Regions from separate parts of the Sus scrofa genome. Here region 1 is linked to region 2. The links are chromatin contacts, called in public Hi-C maps. All regions are on one chromosome and are shown on one strand. The core of a region is the stretch at or near the end of the contact, and the rest is flanking DNA. Distances in the headings are between cores, read along the strand shown.

Region 1 (4,359 bases), core at 1,101-3,600, 470 kb before region 2:
GGAAAATATGCATAAAACCTAGAATCAGCAAAAAGTCAGAAAAGCTAGCATGTAAGAATTGAAGCATGACATTCTACATTGTGATGACAAATGTTAACATTGTCTCTTAGACTTCTGACAAGAGCAGATACAGAGATGGTTTGTATGATGTCACCAGGATTCATCTCCAAAGGATCAAGGAGGTCAGCTTAGCTAGGATACCTGTGGAAAATCAGAAATGCTATCAAAGACAGAGGTGAAACCATCTAAATCAGAGCTGTCCTGCAAAACTTTCTGAGATGATGGAAATGTGAATCTGTGCTGTCAAATAGGTAGCCACCAGCCACACTATGGAGCACTTCATGTGTGGCTAGTGCTATGAAGCAAATGAATTTTAAATTTTATTTAAGTTTTAATCATTTAGATTTAAATAGCCACAGCACAAATCTAGATCATTAAGTCCTCACGGGGACATCTGCTCTGAGTGAATGAGGATCAGATGAGATCTTCTGAAAACCTAATCATTGATACATGGGCTTGCATGTAGCCTAATTTGCATATATACCAGAGACTGTCTTACCTGTGCCTGGTTTACCTGCTCCATCTCAGTTATACAGGATACAGAAATAGTTCTCTCAGATGTGAACAGAATTTTCACTCAGCATTCTCAGATTCACAGACTTTTCCAGAGATATTTCTAAACTCAATGCTGAGGACTTGAACAAATGTCAGCCTCAGACATCTCTGGGCATCACGGTAGGCAGCAAAAGGGCTTATCCTTGGAGTTCCTGTGGTGGCTCAGCAGTAATGAACCCGACTAGTATACATGAGGATGCCCGTTCAATCCCTGGCCCCGATCAGTGGGTTAAGGATCTGGCGTTGCTATGAGCTGTGGTGTAGGTCAGCAGCTGCAGCTCTGATTTGACCCCTAGCCCAGGAACTTCCACATGCTGAGGTGGGTGTGGCCCTAAAAAGCCAAAAAAGGGTGGTGGTGCTTATCCTCACCTGGATATGGGAGTCAGAAATGGACCCACAGGGAGAAGTTCCCAGATGGAATTTTTCCATTAAGTTGTGAGCACAGTTTTCAACCGCAAAGAAACTAACTGATGGAAGCCCATGGCAAGCCACAAACTATTCTGCCTCTGAGTTGGTAATCATTTTAACAAAGACATGATTTCCTTTCAAGTGTGTAAAACAGTTTAGAGGAAACAGCACAGAAAGCTGGTTTGATCATTGGCTCATTTAATTTAGTTCAAGGGACATGCATCGGTCCAGAAGTATTAAATAATGTTCTAGGAAAATTGCTAGAAATCAAGAAAGAGGAAAACTAGGGGTCATGACAAGTATTAATTTATTTAGAAACTTTTCAAACATAGAGGAGTAAAAATAACATAATGAAGGTCTGTGTAGCTATTCAACAAATTCAATAATGATCAACACATGGCCAGTCCTGTTCATACTTCAATCCACTTTCTCCCCATCCTCAATGCATTACTTTAAAGAAAATCCCAGGCAATAAAATTATTTCATCTAAAAAATGAAACAAGCTCATTTAGGGAAGGAATGCATCTTCAGGCGCCATGGTAGAAAGGTAGTAAATTTTCAACTCCTTGCTCAAAATCCCATTGATTTTCCTGTGTTTTGGAGTTTGGAGGGACCATGCTCTGGGTCAGGTGATCATCCATGGTCATAATCCATGATCACCCGGGTATGACGTGATATCATCCAGTTCACGTGTCTCCATCTTATTAACATGGTACCATGAGAGCCTTTGGCAAAATCCACATCTCTGAGCTCTAAGCCTGCCCTTGATTTGTTAATCTGCTAGTCATCCTATAAAATGGGAACTGTGATTAGTTTGGTACCACCTGTTCTTAGAACCCATGACTGGGGCCAAAAACTGCTTAATGATAGACTCTAGCCAGGAATTAGCACTTCCTTGTCTATCCAAGCCAGATTCCACCTTTCCTCTTTTTCTTAAATGATGATGTCACACTTGTCATGGAGATTTGTCATTTCCCTCTCATTGAGCTGGTTCTTCAGACACCCATCCCCGAATTAGCTCCCAGCCCCCTCCCTTAATGTGGTCCATCTGAGCTTGAAGGCCAGTCTGCTCTCACTGTCTCTTGACTCAGGATGTTCAAGCCAGAGGGACCCTCCCTCTCTGGGTTTCAATCTTGAAGGTTATTTTTATTTTCTACTTCCCAGTAGAAAGATCCTTTTCCCCTGGATACAGAAACAAAAGCATTGTTGAGTAGTTGAGTTAAATTTCAGAGTAATTTGGTATTCCTTCAGGTGGGAAATGACACTGCCCCTCAGGCCAGGGAGTGACCTTCCTTGTTCCCTGGTCAACAAAGCCCTTGGGACTGGTCACAAGCTGTTTCAAGTCCTGATCCCTGGAGTCCTTAGAACTTCCTGAATTGGTTCTTAAAGGTCCAGACTCCTATTGGATGGCTGGCCGTTAGAAAGTCACCAGGGACTATCTCCCTGTGGGTACTGTCTTAGAACAATGTCTGCGTGGTGGGAATACCCCCTTGTTTCTCTTCTCAGTGGGTCCTAACACTACTCTCCTTAGCTGTCACCATCTGCTTTTCCCAGGCTTCCTTCTCCCACTTGAGCACTGTAAGAAGGGGCCTGGGAGTTCTCTGGGGACCTAGTGGTTAAAGATCCGGCATTGTCACTGCTGTGGCTCAGGGTCAATCTCTGGTCCGGGAACTTTTGCACACTTCGGGTACAGCTGAAAAAAAAAAAGGAGCCCAGCTATACGTCTCTCTGGCTCCCCTCCAACTCTAAATAAGCTTAGGAAACATTTTTGAAGCCATCCAAGGCAATTTAGTGCTGGTGAGAGCAGGAAAACAGCCAGAGGATGGGGATTAAAAATAACAGGAAAATTATAGGAAAGCTTTAACATCTCTAATAGTCATCCTTGGAACCCACTGTGTTGTGATTAAATCTAGATCTGCTCTTTCTCAGCCCCCCACAGGATCAGCAAGTCAGGTCTTCCCAGCCCTCTATCCCTGTGTCACTGGTAGGGATCCCTGTGAGTTTTCCTGTTTTCCCTCTCCTTCCTCTTCTCTATACCTTCCTGCCTTAAATGAAAGATGCAGATGTTAGGCTCTTTGGTCTACAAATCAGAAGTCCTCTCCAAATCAAATAGCTTTTTAGCTTTTTTCCCACCTGGTATAGTTATCTTAACACATTCCCCTCCCATCTGTGTGCACATGATGCACCTGAGTGCTGGTTGAGCAACTGTATAGATTTTTGTAGATGCCGCCCCTCATCATGTGGAATTCTATCAATACTCCATATAAAATTGTGTGTGTGTGTGTGTGTGTGTGTGTGTGTGTGTGTGTGTGTGATGTATATCTATATATAATTCTTCTTACAGTACTTATGGTAGCTAAGTCACTACATATGCTAACTTGGTAAAACCTCTCTAGAGAAAATACAAGGTGAGTTTCCTTCAAGCTTTTGGCCCCAACATTTTTTTTCCAGCAATGGGTCAATACATAACCTTGCTTTATGTGCATTTCTGTTTGAAGACACCTTCCATAATATACATTGCTAATAAATCCCCTTGAACTATGACAGCAACACTGACACTCATGCCTAAAGGAAGTTTATCCAGCCCACGTATTTTCTCCATGAGGCAAGTCACAGATTCCTTGCACTTAGGACCCCAGACAGCATTCCAGCACTACATTTGGGGGCATTTTAAACCATGAAGTCAACAAAAAGCAGATATACAGTTTCATCCACAGATGCAGAACCTGTAGACACGAAGAGCCAGATGTCCTAAGACATTTTATGTAAAGGACTTGAGCATCCATGGATTTTGATAAATCCCCAGGGTCCTGGAACCAATCCCCTGGCAAATACTGAGGGATGACTGTACAGAATCCATTAATAATGAGGTTCAATTCTACACACACATGCACGTACACATATGTACACACTCCTACACATTCATATACACACACACGTATATACACTCATACACATACAACTATAACTCTGAGGGCAGATACCATCTGTCTGTGTTGCATGAGTCATGATCTGAGCCAGGAGTTCTAACATCAGGTCACCAGTATATACACCATACCTTGCTTGGGGCCTGGCACGTTGTCCAGTAAGGTCAATCACACACCCATACAGAGACTACCCTCCATCTACCATCTACTTGAGGTCCATAAAGGTTAGACGTAATTTTGTAAAAGCTACCAATGTGATTTTAAAGTTACTCATCACATCCTCAGCTTCATCTGATACATAATTTTTACTGTTATAGTTTTTACACTGATGTAGCTCTTCTTGGATCAAGAAAACACATTCATGTAGTTTCCAAGCCTATGGTGTCTATTTATATGTAAATGGATTGTC
Region 2 (4,649 bases), core at 1,566-4,065:
CCAGCCTATACCACAGCCACAGCAACAGAGGATCTGAGCCATGTCTGCAACCTACACCACAGCTCACGGCAACACTGGATCTTTAACCCACGGAACGGGCCCAGGGATCGAACCCACGTCCTCATGGATCCTGTCCGTTAGTTACCGCTAAGCCACCACTGCAACTCTAAAAATGGTATTTGATGTAAAACATTGAAAAGAAGACAAGATAGGATCTGAAAGATGAAAATTTCAGGCAGAGGAAACTGCAAGGTCAAAGCCCTGGGGGCAGGGGGAGTGTTGGAATATTGGGGGAGTGGCCCTTAACAGCATCCCTGTTCCTTGTCCTGCTTCCCAACCAAAGACAAAACAAAGCAGAAATAAGTAGAAAGATTTACTTACTTTTATTTTACTACTTAAAGCTGACACAACTGAGAATGTGACTTATGTCACCGGGTGAGTGAGCTTCTGACTCTTGAACCCCATCCTCAGCCAGCTCAGCTCCCAGCCCAGCTTGGCGGAGGCTGACCGCTCCTCGCTCTGGGAAAGCCCGCCTCCCCTGGGGCGCAGGGCAGCAGAGAGCAAGGCTCTCAGGAGGGCGGGGCGACAGGCAGGGCTGCACATGGTCAGTGTGTCGTCCCAAACTCCCGCAGGAGCGTAGGGGCGGTGCTGACAGACTGGTACCCTGGCTGCAAGCCTGGTCCTTTTAGGGTGTCCTCGTGGTTAACGCTCGACGCCCCAGGGCCTGAGGGTGTGAGATGAAGCCGCAGACGTAGACCAAGCCTGGGGGATGACAGAGAAGATCCTTCTTCCAGAAGGTTGGCATAAGGCAAGTGCTCACTAAATAATTTCTCCTGTGTCTTCAAACTCAGGCGACGTCCCCCCTCCCCGCCTGAACACACAGCTGTACGGCTCTCAGACGGCCTCTGGGCCCCATCTGGGCATTTTCCGTAGGTTTCAGTTATCATAAATGTCAGGTCCACCCAACAATGAACAAAAATCCCACTTCACCTGATTTCAGACTTTTGGAAGAAGTGACCCTCTCTCACGGGTCATTCTTGATGTTCGGGGTCTCGATTGGGAATCTGTGGTAGTGACTGAGTTTCGAGTAGCCCAGGGCTTTGAGCAGCACAGGAGCTCAGTCTTTACTGGATAAAGAGTCACTCTTCCGCAGGCCTCTGAGACTGAGGTGTGAGGCCAGTGGGAGGAGGAAGATCACCAAAAGTTTGGGATCATCACCCACCTTCCCCAGGAAACTCCCCAGGATGTCAGATCCTCCTCGGGCTGTGTGAGCCTCCACTTCCTGCCCCGGCCCCGGGACTGGAAAGGAATGGGAGGGAAGAGCTTTTTAAGACGAGACTGTCATCCAGCCTTCCTCCGGGTAGCTTAGGATGTGTGCATTCATTTATTTCCTCTCCTATTTTGGGGTGCTTTTGCCGCAGGGTTATGACAAATAAAGAAATGCAGGGTGCCACCTGCCCTGGCAACCTCTTTGACAGTGTCGGAAGCAGAACTAACTACGAGTTTTGAAATGTCTGATATTCAACAAAATTTTGATTTTCCTCCCTGGATTGATTAACATGACTTGTGTTAATTCAGTTATTGCAGGAGCTGAAAGGCCTCGTGGGGCACCACCATTTCATTGGTTTGCAGAGTCCCTCCCTTCGCTGTCTGAGTCCTGCTGTTGGCATTTCATTCATCCCCTATTGGTACAGGTGTGAGGTGGAACTGTTTTCGCATGTTTGGGGGGGACAAAACATTGGCTCTGTCGCCTCAGTTTCCTGTGGTTCGGCTTAGTTGATAGGATTCTTTGGAGCTGTGAGAGATGTGTGGCAAGCTGGCCCCACATGCCTTCTGTCCAGGGTATGCTTGTGAATTGCCTGGGAACAGATGACTTTGGCTGTGGTCAGGCAGACCCCTGTATCTCTTTTAAATTGCTGATTTGGCCCAGGACAGGCCATTTCACATCCTCCATGATCAATAAATATCAAATAAATTGTCCAAAACCAAGTATAAGCTGCAGTCTGGATAATGAGCTGCTTTATGCCTTTAATGAATCTCTGCCTTTGTCACTACAGTGGGCAGCACCGGGGGCTGACTGCTTTCATGTCATTCTTCACGAACCTAAGACAAAGTGCAACAGGCACCCTTTGGGGTTTTCTCAGGGAGCAGGACTCTTCTCAGCAGATGAAAGAAATGTGGCCTGATTGAATAAGATTCTGCTAGGACCCACTGCAGGGCCCTGGGGGAAGGGGTGTGGACAAAGCTGGTGCTGGAGGGGCACCAGCACCACCAGCACAAAGCCTTGTGAGAAGGTATGTTTCTGGCCTCTGCTGGCTGAGGAGGGAGCGTGGAGGATACTGCTGTCTCCCCAGGGGTATGTTTTCAGGGATGTGCCAGAGGAACTGCTGGGTGTGGGGAGAAAATATCCAAACTTCCCTTTTAGTTTGTTTGCATTTCTGAAAGTTGTGAGAGTTAATATTCACACACTGCTTTAAAGTAGCGTTACTGCTTTATTTTAGTGGTTGGAATAATCTTGACAGTAGCTCTAGGAGGTGAAGGCTATTATAATCCTCACTGACGCAGGAAGCTAAGGCTCAGACATTCCAGAGCTCAGCCCAAGGTCAGGGCACTGCCAGGAGGTGGCAGAGCAGGCCGGCTGGCTCCAAAACTCTTAGCACCTTTTATTAACCATTTTGTGGATGAGACCATCTTTATCATGTTGTACATGGTGAATACACACACACACAAACACACACACACACACACACATGAACACACACACTCTGTAGGCTCCAGTTTTGTTTTTCACTGTGAGGCTCTGACCAGCAGTGGGAATTCAGGCTAGTTCCTTGGGCTCTGAGGCCTCATTTTGAAACAGACAGCTATGTATGCAGCGACCCTGGGTCCTTTCCAGATCTGTCATTCACCACTCCCAAGACCATGCTATGGCAGGAGACTAATCTCCCTTGATTAATCCTTAATCAAACAAAGGCTTGAGTTTAGGGTGAGGAGCAGTTTTCCATGGCATTTAACTGCCTGTTTCACTGGGGATGCTTCAGGGCTTGTCAGCACTTCGGATGGTTTGGGACCTTTCCATGCTAGATGGATCAGATCTTGCAAAATTTAGCTTAAAAAGAAAAGGAGGAGGGCTTTGGATTTTTGTTGTTGTTGGAAGTTTTTTGTTTTGCTTTGGTTTGGCTTGGTTCCTGTGGAGCTATTGCTAGACAGAATTGTGGCCACACTCCCTTAGTGAAGAGGGACTGCCCAGGAGAACAAGGGGCTGGTCTCTTCTTGGGGAGGATCCAGGATGTCACAAACCAGATGATAGCACTGGAGGGGTCTTGTGACTGTGAACGGAAAGATCTGTCCAGTACAGTGCAATTTATGGATAGGGAGCTGCTTTTTATAGGAGGAGGAGATATAACTCTGAAGTAAGTCTTGGGCACAAATCATGTTCAGGAAAGTACTGGTGTGTTCCATTATCTTCCTGTGGAGTGAATTGGAAAGGGGGCATTACAGCCAAACTTTCAGAAGTTCAGATTTGCAAAATATATTTGGGACCCCCATTTAGGTTATCACTCTTTTACATTTGGTTGATTGTTTAAATCACTAGATAGGTTTAAAAATGGTGATAAGAAGAAAGTATTCATCTTCAAGGATTTGGGTCCACCTTTTGTTTATACAGTGTCTTCTCATTCTAAGATTTTAAATGGGCATCTCTCATCTTGTAAGCTCCTGGAAGGAGAGACCCTACCTCACTAATATCTGTATTTCAGGATTTGCTCTGCACCTGGCGCTTTATAGGCCTTCAACGTATTTTTATGCATAAAAGAATGCACCGACTTTGCAAACACTTTGTGGGCTTTTTAATTGGTACCCTTCCTTTTCAGCACTAGAAATGACTAACTATCTTTATATAGATGCCAGAAATGGAACAAAGCCTTCTCTCACCCCAGAGGCCATGGACACATTTTAAAATATAGCCAATAATATCTTTTTTCTGACTATAATGTAATGCACACACAAAAGCTGGAAAAGTTAGAAACCTTAATGAGGAAAAAAGATGACCCATGATCTCATTAACACATCACCATTATTTTATTTCTTTCCAGTATTTTTTCTAAGCAGTATTTTTTTTTTATGGCTGCACCTGTGATACATGGAAGCTTCCAGGCCAAGAGAATGAATGGGAGACACAGCTAAGACAATGCTAGATCCTCTAACCCACTGCGCCAGGCTGAGAATTGAACCCACGCCTCCGCAGTGACCTGAGCCAGTGCAATTAGAGTTTTAACCCACTGTGCCACAGCAGAAACTCCTCTAAGCAACATTTTAAAATACACATTGTGTTTATGCTATATTCAGTATCCTTTTTCCCATTATGTTTTAAGTATCTTCTCTACTTAATAAAACTTCTTAGAACATATATATATGTATTTGTCTTTTTGGGGCCGCACCCACAGCATATGGAAGTTCCCAGGCTAGGGGTCCAATTAGAGCTGTAGCCGCCAGCCTACACCAGAGCCACAGCAACACAGGATCTGAGCTGCGTCTGTGACCTACACAACAGCTCACGGCAATGCCAGATCTAACTTAACCCATTGAATGAGGCCAGGGATCAAACCCTCATCCTCGTGGATGCTAGTTGGGTTCGCTAACTGCTGAGC

The links. A called contact is a pair of places that touch in the nucleus more often than the background predicts.
Region 1: a Hi-C map of skeletal muscle shows a contact between it and region 2, with 4 times the contacts expected there. The contact joins two enhancer-like sites. A contact is called at or near these places in 12 of 47 Hi-C or Micro-C datasets (embryonic fibroblasts, heart right ventricle, liver and 6 more) and 1 of 2 datasets of contacts at active chromatin or transcription factors (skeletal muscle).

What each region holds. Positions count from the first base shown.
Region 1 is chr1:159,097,747-159,102,105 of Sscrofa11.1, reverse strand. No RefSeq gene overlaps it. Among named protein-coding and RNA genes, the nearest start is that of ZCCHC2, 78 kb to the right of the region's middle. Within about 2 kb of position 2,350, at least 4 of the 83 cell types and tissues checked have an H3K27ac peak or open chromatin away from gene starts, as enhancers often do. A contact at or near this core is called in skeletal muscle, where this site is marked.
Region 2 is chr1:158,631,562-158,636,210 of Sscrofa11.1, reverse strand. No RefSeq gene overlaps it. Among named protein-coding and RNA genes, the nearest start is that of PHLPP1, 230 kb to the left of the region's middle. Within about 2 kb of position 2,815, at least 15 of the 83 cell types and tissues checked have an H3K27ac peak or open chromatin away from gene starts, as enhancers often do. A contact at or near this core is called in skeletal muscle, where this site is marked.